Linked DNA regions of Mus musculus: regions 2 and 3 are each linked to region 1. The links are chromatin contacts, called in public HiChIP or PLAC-seq and promoter capture Hi-C maps. All regions are on one chromosome and are shown on one strand. Each heading gives the region's core, a stretch centred on a gene start, on an enhancer-like site or on the middle of the called end of the contact. The rest is flanking DNA. Distances are from core to core; before and after follow the strand shown.

Region 1 (2,840 bases), core at 255-2,754:
TGTGTAAAATATTAATATATAATATATAAAATTTTATGTTAATAATAATATGTTGTTATGATCAAAAGCAACTCTGAGAGGAAAAGGTTTATTGTTTTCTTACAATGCTCCACACTTGGACACAATGGACACACAGTCACATTCCATCACTTAAGGCAGGGACCCAGAGGTGGGAACTGAAGCAGACCCCGTGGGGAAGTCCTGTTTAGTGGCTTGCTCCTTAGGTCTTCTTGCTCAACCTACTTTCTTAACAACTCAGAACTGCCTGCCATGGGGCAATACCATACACAGTTGAATGGAACCTCCCATCTCAGTCATTAATCAAGAAATTGCCCCCGCAGACTGGCTAACAGGTGATCTGATGCAGACAAGCTCTCGATGGAGGTTCCTCTTCTCAAATAACACTTGTTTGTGTCAAGTTGACCAGGACAGATAGCATATAAAGCAATGGGCTTCACTATGACAGTTTATGTATATATCATTTGCATATCATTTGCATATGCATTTTGCTCCTATTCAGTATCTTCACACCATTCCCTCAACCTCCCCACCCCCGTAAGATGGGTACATGTACAACTGTGATACTAGGACTGTGTGATGTGTGTAGATTTAGTATCTAGTACCCTAATAATATCTGTGATACTATTATGTGGTGTGTGTATATTAATGATCCTAGAGTGTACTAGAGTACAGGTAATATTTACAAAGTACTTGGCAAGAAACAAACACTCAAATAAAATAAATCCTGACAAAATCGGTTAGGTTATAAGGGGACTGAACGAGCTGTTGTTTGGGCAAGTAGTGTGAAACTTGTGATTAATACACTGTTGGGACTGGAGGGATGGCTCAGCTCTTAAAGACGCACACTGCCTTCAGAGAGGATCTCAGTTCTGTTCCTAGCACCCACCTTTGGGACCTCCTGTGATACTAGCTCCCAGGGGAATACAACGCACCAGTGTGCGCGCACACACCTTAAAGTAAAACCATTTTTAAATGCACTGTAGAGCTTGTTATGGTGACGCACTCCCATAATCCTCAGCTCGGAGGAAGCTGAGACAGGAAGACAGCAGAGTTCCCAGCCACCCTGTTTACAATAGTGAGTTCTGGGCCAGCCTGGACACTGAGACCCTGCCCAACAAACTAAAAAGACAAAGTTAAAAAAGAAAACAGTAAGAAAAAGGTTAAGAGTGGCTTTTCCATCCCCTTAGAAGATGAAGCCAGGAGTGACAGTGATCACTTGCAAGCCCAGTGCTCCAGAAGCTGAAGCGGAGGGATCCTCAGGCCAGCGTAGGCTGCATAGCAGGACCCTGTCACAAAAGAACGAACACGGTTTGTTTTTAATCATCTGTGAGATGCAGTGAGGTAGGAAGAGGGTGACTAAGGAAAGTATACACAAAGTGGGGTGCTACAGGCTTGAACCAGCTCCGCACCCAGGAGACTGGGCTCACGTGGGTGGAGTTTGGGGGACGCTGCCCAGGCCACGCCCGGTGTCGCCCAGTGGGCGGAGACCGCCGCAGCCCCGCCCCAATCGCCTGTCTACTCACGCGCTTACTGCCCCTCGCCCTGTGGACCTTACTGCCAGTGAGTGTACGCTCGATCGGCCAGACCCCACGGCGTCACCATGTTGGGCATGATCAGGAACTCACTGTTCGGGAGCGTGGAAACGTGGCCTTGGCAGGTTCTAAGCACCGGGGGCAAGGTAGGCCGGCAGGGTGTAGAGGACCTGAAGGAGGACTCTGCGCGGCCGTCCCCACCCTGGCCGGGGCTGAAACTGGTGCCGCGGGGCCATGGGTGGGACTGTGACCGAAGCTGCATTCCGGCTGGGGCCGCCCTGTACTGCCCGGCGCTTGCTCTGGGAAGGAGGGGAAAGAGCAGTCTGGCTCAGCCAGACCACTGACGCGGAAAAGGATCCATCTTGGCGAGTGGGACACTGCCTGTTGCGTGCATCTGTCCATTTAAGCATTCCAAACCGTCTGAACTCCCCCCCCCCCTCTTAGGGCAGAGACCCACTCTGTCCCAGGCTACCCTGACACTGGCTGTGTAACCTAGATTAGCCTCGAATTCTGTCGCAATATTCCTCCCACTTCAGCCTTCCCAGAGTTGGGACTACAGGCATGACCCACTACGCCTGGCTACATTCTGAACAATTTTGTGAGAGACACATGGTTGCAGCAGGCATATCTGCTAGGGAGCCATAAGGGGCCCTTCAACCTGTGGGCTGCTAAGCTCCGCTTGTGTGGGAGTTCCCAGGCAAGTGCCTGTGCAAAGGCTCAGAGCTGCACGGTTGCAACTGCTAGTGCTGGATGCATGGAGTGAGCGAGGAGACTTAATCACCTTGGTCTACCAAATTTGCATCGGCACCAGAGGGGCATCAGGACACCCGGTCAGCTTTCATGAAAGTTAGGAGTTTGGGTACTCGGGTATAATCTTGAAGGCATGTATTTGATTATTGGTTGGTTAATATTGGGAATTAAACCTAGAGCCTTGTGCAAACCAAGCCGAGTATTTTGCAACTCATCTGCTCCCTCAGCCTGACATATATTTTATCTCAGGACACTCTCTTATTATAATGATTCTGGATAAAAGGCCCGTGTTACCTGGGGGCCAAGGTCTGGAACCTACTACACTGAACCTCACACAAAGCCCACAACTCAACTTTAGTCTAGACTCAGCCCTCCAGAGTTCTGTCAAGCCATCCTTCCCCCTCTCAGGGGCTCCTCAGTTGTGTGTAGAACAAGCAATTGAAGCCCTGATCACGCAGGGACACGAACGAGTTCAAAGACAGATAATGAAAAGGAGTGAAATGGGCTGGTTAGATTATACAGCCTGGTGGCAACTGA
Region 2 (2,840 bases), core at 154-2,653, 380 kb after region 1:
AAGCAAAAGCAAAAGCAAACCAAAACAAACAAAAAACCCAAACCCATGAAAGACTTGGAGTTAAAGTAGGCTCAAGTAGGTCTTGCATCTCTTGAAAGCAAGTGAACTCTGGTTTGACTTAAAGATGATGCTGTACTACCGATGTCGAGAATACTTACTTAATGTGTAAGGGCGTTTTGATTTCATGTTTGTGTGTGCGCCCCATGTGTGCTCGGTGCCCATGGAGGTCAGCGGAGGGCATCAGATCCCCTGGAACTGGAGTTACAGATGGTTCTGGGCTGCCATGTGGGTGCTGGGAATCGAGCCGTCAGTGCTCCTAACAACCCTAAAATACCTTTAACGTCTTATTACATTTTATTTGTGTGTGTGTATTACATTTTATTTATTTATTTGTGTGTGTGTGTGTGTGTAGCGGGGTGGGGAACAGCATGTGGACTGAGGACAACTTTCAAAGGCGGTTCTCTCCACCGCATGGACCCTTTACTTGTTGAGCCATCTCGAGGGCACGCAGAAAAGATTCTTTTAGAAAAAATAATTCTTGGCTGCGTTTGCCCGCACTCGTGTAGTAGGGTCTTTCAAGGACGAAGACATAGGTGAAGATATGTTTGATATCACCGGTGCAGTTTTCCTTCAAGTACCTGTAACTTCCCTCTCAAGAGAAAAGCCCCGGATTTGGGATTCCGGGACCTTCTTACAAAATGATTGACTGCAGCACTCTCAGATCGCCTTGCTTTCCTTCCCCTAGAGTGGGGGCATTGGAGCAGCCGCCTCCGTCGGAGGAGAGACCCCAGCGCGGGCAGGAGGCGGGCGGGCCACAGACCCAGGCTCCCGGGCCGCGAACCCGGAGCGCCGAGGCGCCGCTCGGTCGGCCCGGTACGCGACCCGAGCCCGCCTCCCGGAGGCTCCGGAGGCTCCGGCTCGCGGGGACGAGCGCCGAGGGGCGGGCGATGCGCGGCCTGGGCCGGAGACCCCGCCCCCCCACCCCGCCCCCCGCCCCGCCCTCGCCCGTCTCCTCCTTTCCCCCCCGGGCTCCGCTGAGTTCATTCACTGGGATTGGTTTCAAGTGACGCCATCTCTTTATTTTTAAACCGATGACCTCATCCGCGCTTGAAGTTTCCTGACCAGCGACTCTTTCTCTCTCCCCAACCCCCACACTACCCCCCCTGGTCCCCTCCTGCGGGCATCACCGTTTGGGGGGGCTCTCATCCCGTTTCCAACCATTTACCCTCCCCCTCTCGCTTTTCCCGCGCGGACCCCCAACTTTACCTCAACTTCTTCATCCCTGTCGACATTTTTTTTTCCCTCTTTCGGGGGGCGGTGGAAGAGAAAGTGAAGAAAAGTTGCAAACGCCCGGGCTCTCGCTAAGCTCTCCGCCCACCCTTCAGAGGAGAAGCCCCGGCGGCGAGGAGGACGCGCGAGCGACGGCTGGGCGACGCGGTGACAACGCTCGCTCCCCTCCGCGAGCCTGGAGCCGGCGGCCCCTCAAGTAAGTGTTCGCGGCGGGCCGCGGGCCGGCTGGGAGGCGCGTCCGCTCCTCGTGCCGGCCGCCGCGCGCTCTCCCCGGCCGGGGGCCGGCGGGCCACGGCGGCCCGGAGCGGCGACGGCGGCGGCGGGGGGTGTGTAGGCCGCGCTGGGGGTCGGCCCGAGCCGCGGGGGCGCCCCGGCCTCGCCGCGCCGAGCGGGCGAGCGGGCGAGCGGGCGAACGAGCCCCGGGCCGCGGGTCGCCGGCACCTGGGCGGGCGAAGCTGCTCACTTCCAGACTGTTACACAACACGCCTGCCAAGTGGGGCCCTGACTGTTTCCATAATCCCAAATTCACCTTGTGTGTGTGCAGGCAGCCAGCGAGGCCACCTGGGGAGCGACCGTGTCGCTTCCTTAAACAAGGAAAAAAAAAAAAAAACCCACCCCCAAAACTCAACTTTCATTCCGGGGCTCCCGTCACGGTGTTGGAGGAAAACGGTCCGCCGGTGACTCCTTTATTTACAGTAGCTGTAAAATGTGAGACATGAAAACGGGGAAACAACGGACGGTGTGTGTGTGTGTGTGTGTGTGTGTACGGTGTAGTTTCACGTGGAAAAAAAAAAACCCTAAGGAGGACATACATGCAAACTCTTTAAGAGCGACGGGTTGTTTCCTACAGAAAGCTGATAATACACTTGGGGAAAGTACAAGGAGATCTTAAAATGAATGGCTTGTGCAAAATTGGAAAGAACTTTTCTTAAACGCCTGTTGCAAAGATCCTTGGTGTTTTGAAGTCCTGTGTGTCTCAGATTGTTTGGAGAACGCACACCTCTAATCAGCCCATGATTAGAGAGGAAAAACCTGTTGCATAATCTCATTTGCTGTGGGGTTGGCTGTGCCGTCCCCTGAACCAAGGGGAAGTGAGTTAGGATGAGGGTTTTTAAACCTCTGAGGTTTTTATTTACACAGTGCGCTGGGTGCCACTTTGCTTTTAAAGATTGTAAGTAAATACTCTGCTCTTACAAGCGAATCAAACCTATCGAACCTGCTGGGAAAATGACCAGGTATGTGTTCTCTCCTGCTCACGTTATCTCTCTCTCTCTGAAATAGATTCTCAGGGGGAATAAGCCTCTTTGGCCACTCTGTGGAGCTTGATAGTACATACAGTTAACAACTACTTCCTCAAAAAGCCTACACTTTTTCATCTCCCTTAAAGAAAAGACCTTTAAAGGTAAATTTCAGAAGAAGGGGAAAAAAGCTTAACAATTGAGACAATTCAAATATTAGCGAGCACACTGTGGGAGGCTGTAATTCAGATTTATAGAATTCTCTATTGGGTGAAGACCAGTCGCTTGGAGAAGTAAATTGAAAACTGAAGT
Region 3 (2,840 bases), core at 158-2,657, 270 kb after region 1:
CAATATAGGTGTGGAAAACTGGTTATCATTCTACCTCAAGTAAGCTATTGTTCTTATCTATAATAGAGAACCTGTTTCTTTGTTTAAAACAGCGTTTCATGTAGCCCAGGCTGGTTTATGACTCCATACGTGGGGATTGCCCTGAACTTCTGATCCTGCCTCTATAGGTCTACCACCAAGTCCCATTTTACTCAGTTCTGCATAAATCCGTGGCTTTTAGGCAAGGAGCCTACCAACTGATCTACAAACCCCATTTTTTTTCTTCTTCAATGTACCACCATACCCAGATTGTATAGGAAAAAAAATGTTCAAAGTATGCTAAATTTTACTATTATATTGAACATAAAAAAAAAAATCCGAGGTGAGATGATAGCTTCTCTTGAGACAAATGTTGGAAGCATGACAAGTCTTCAAGTTCTGACCTCTTCTGTTCACATACATACATTTCCCCCTTCTTACTGGTTAAAATCTCACTTTTTCTGGTAGAAAAATGTTACAAATCTAAAGACTTCAATCTCACCGGTCAAAAAATAGGGTCTAATAAAATTGCCAAATAAATTCCATTGTTTTGAAAACTAGAAAAATGCTCAGGCTTAGCTAAGTTGCCAGTTATTAATTTTTTTTGAACGTACTGGAATCTATCAATAGAAATTCCTTCACAAATCAGTTTGCCTCTACTTGCAAATGGATAACCATATCTAAAATAATCTATGCTTATCAGATAATATTTTATGAGCACTGTCTGAGTCTATTTAGAGCGGACTTTGAAGGGACATTCAGACTCTTATGAACTAACTGGCTTCTGCTTTAAAGGGCTACTGCTTCTAGTGTCAGCTCTTTCTAGTTTCAAAATTTGCATGGCCGCCTTTCTGAGTCGCCTTCAAGAACAGTCTTAGCCCAGTCAGGAATTGCTCGAACTCCGGCGGCCTTAGGGTCAGGCTTATTTGCATCTTTGCTAAACAAAGTCCATCCTTTGAGGCGTCAGCGCCGCCGGTCTTCGCTCTCACGCTCCGCTGCTCACTTCAGCGACGGTGGCGTGCACAGCACCTGGGTCATCTGTGCTCACGATCCTGCCGCGACACCGACTCTGGGCGTTGTGGTTCTCATTTCAGGGCTCCGAGATTCCCACGGCACACTCGGCTGCTCGCTCCCTAGTCCCGGGACTAGGAGGCGCGGTTTTCCCGGAGAAATCCACGTCAGCCGCGCAGGCGCAGGCGCAGGATCTGGGCGGAGGGAAGGGGCCTGCGCTCGGCCCGCGGTAAACAAGCACTGCGCAGGCGCCGTGCGCCAAGGTGATTTTTTTTTTGTTTTGTTTTTTGTTTTTTGGTTTGCATAGCATCATAAAAAAGGGGGAAGGCCAAAGCAAACCCTAGCATCTTAAGACGATCGACGGTGTGGCTTCTGCTACTCTCACTCTGAGGCACCGGCTGCGCGACCATGGCAGCCATAACTCTTCCACAGAGCTGCCGGCCTTGAGCTCTTTCGCTCACTGTCTACACTGAGGCTGAGAGGACAGAGAAAAGACAGAGAAAAAAAAGAAGAAAGAAAGAAGATTTAAAGGAGAGGTGGTGGGCGGTTCCCACAACGCCACCGTAAAGACCTCTGTGCCTCTTTCCCCAGACAACGCGAGATCCTGTGCCAGCCGGGACTCCGCCCCCGCCCCGCCCGTGGCTGTGTGCGCATGCGCTGGGCTTTTTGGCGCGCAAACCGTTCAGAACTTCCTGCTTGGTCACAGGTGGCCCCGTCGGCCCCCGAGGGATGTCAGTCAGGTCGGAGCCGGGGATTCACGCCCACTGCGGCACGTCCTTAGGGATTTTTCGGTCAAAATTCCACTTGACTGTAACTCGCCCCCCCCATTCTTCTGTTCTCGTATGGGTCATGAGGTCTCCGCGAATCCAAGAGTCAGAGTGGGAAGAGAACCCCTCGCGGTTTTTAAAAGATGTTGCGATTTCGTTGTGTGGCACGCGAGCTAACTGGCATAAAAGGATAAATCTGGGGAACGAACGGGACTTCCCCCCCCCCACCCCCGAAGATTCTGAGAGGCTGTGAATGTGGACCGGGCTAACACAGTGATATGAAGATGAGAAGTTTTAAAAATGGAAGGAGCCAATGAAGGCTTGAGAGATGAGGCTAGGAGGAATTAGAGCAGTAGAGGAAGTTTAGCTTAAAATATTTACGCATATTTATAAGCAAGTAGGCAGCAGTGCCGCATATTTAGTCTACGATAGCGAAGTGAAATGGGGATGTCTTTGAGTGCAACAGAAACATTTTTTAAAGTTGTCGCAGGCAAGAGCTGAGGTTGGGGCGGGGTAAAACAGATAATCTGGAGTCTTAGGATGTTGCAAGTGTGGACCGCTCTGACTGATTTGGCCTCTTTTCTCTCTCAGGGGACGTGGAACACCTGCACAAACTGGATTTTTGCCCTATCACGACTCTGAGGTACCATCCGGCAACTGAAGTGTCCTCTTTCCAATAGAATGCCTGGCCTCTCCCACCAACTTCACGGTTCAGCCGGAATGAAATTTGGCTAACAAGTCACTCAGATGAGTCACTGGCTCATTACAAGATTATAGATTTCTAATCTATAGCCTTCCAGTTGTGTAGATCTTAGGATTCACTCTAATATTGGGAGCAGTGCTATATAGTACAGACAGTATTGTCATTTTTACTGTCCCTGGAGATTGTTTGCAGGACCTTGCACAAGTCCCGCAATGCATGATGCTCAAGTCCCCTGCGTAATGAGGTATACTATTTGCATATGACCCTTGTACATCTTTCTGTAAAGTTTAAACAATCTCTAGATTATTTGTGATATGTACATCGATGTAAATGCTATGTAA

The links. HiChIP or PLAC-seq counts read pairs in DNA pulled down with a chosen protein or histone mark. Capture Hi-C pulls out chosen DNA fragments and counts their contacts.
Region 2: a contact with region 1 is called in a FOXA1 HiChIP or PLAC-seq map of pancreatic cancer cells. The contact joins the promoter of 1700055D16Rik here to the promoter of Hebp1 in region 1. A contact is called at or near these places in 1 of 115 datasets of contacts at active chromatin or transcription factors (pancreatic cancer cells) and 2 of 9 other capture datasets (adipose tissue and pancreatic islet).
Region 3: a contact with region 1 is called in a promoter capture Hi-C map of adipose tissue. The contact joins the promoter of Gpr19 here to the promoter of Hebp1 in region 1. A contact is called at or near these places in 2 of 115 datasets of contacts at active chromatin or transcription factors (embryonic stem cells and pancreatic cancer cells) and 1 of 9 other capture datasets (adipose tissue).

What each region holds. Positions count from the first base shown.
Region 1 is chr6:135,166,879-135,169,718 of GRCm38.p6, reverse strand. It overlaps Hebp1 (heme binding protein 1), which reads left to right and starts at 1,504. Exons shown (of 4, transcript NM_013546.3): 1 at 1,504-1,699. The coding sequence starts at 1,622.
Region 2 is chr6:134,790,923-134,793,762 of GRCm38.p6, reverse strand. It overlaps 1700055D16Rik (RIKEN cDNA 1700055D16 gene), which reads right to left and starts at 1,403. Exons shown (of 2, transcript NR_151454.1): 1 at 1,267-1,403. It overlaps Dusp16 (dual specificity phosphatase 16), which reads left to right and starts at 1,135. Exons shown (of 7, transcript NM_130447.3): 1 at 1,135-1,486.
Region 3 is chr6:134,896,761-134,899,600 of GRCm38.p6, reverse strand. It overlaps Gpr19 (G protein-coupled receptor 19), which reads left to right and starts at 1,407. Exons shown (of 4, transcript NM_001362050.1): 1 at 1,407-1,769; 2 at 2,388-2,439. It overlaps 2810454H06Rik (RIKEN cDNA 2810454H06 gene), which reads right to left and starts at 1,640. Exons shown (of 1, transcript NR_029441.1): 1 at 1-1,640. RefSeq lists a cis regulatory region at 1,460-1,995.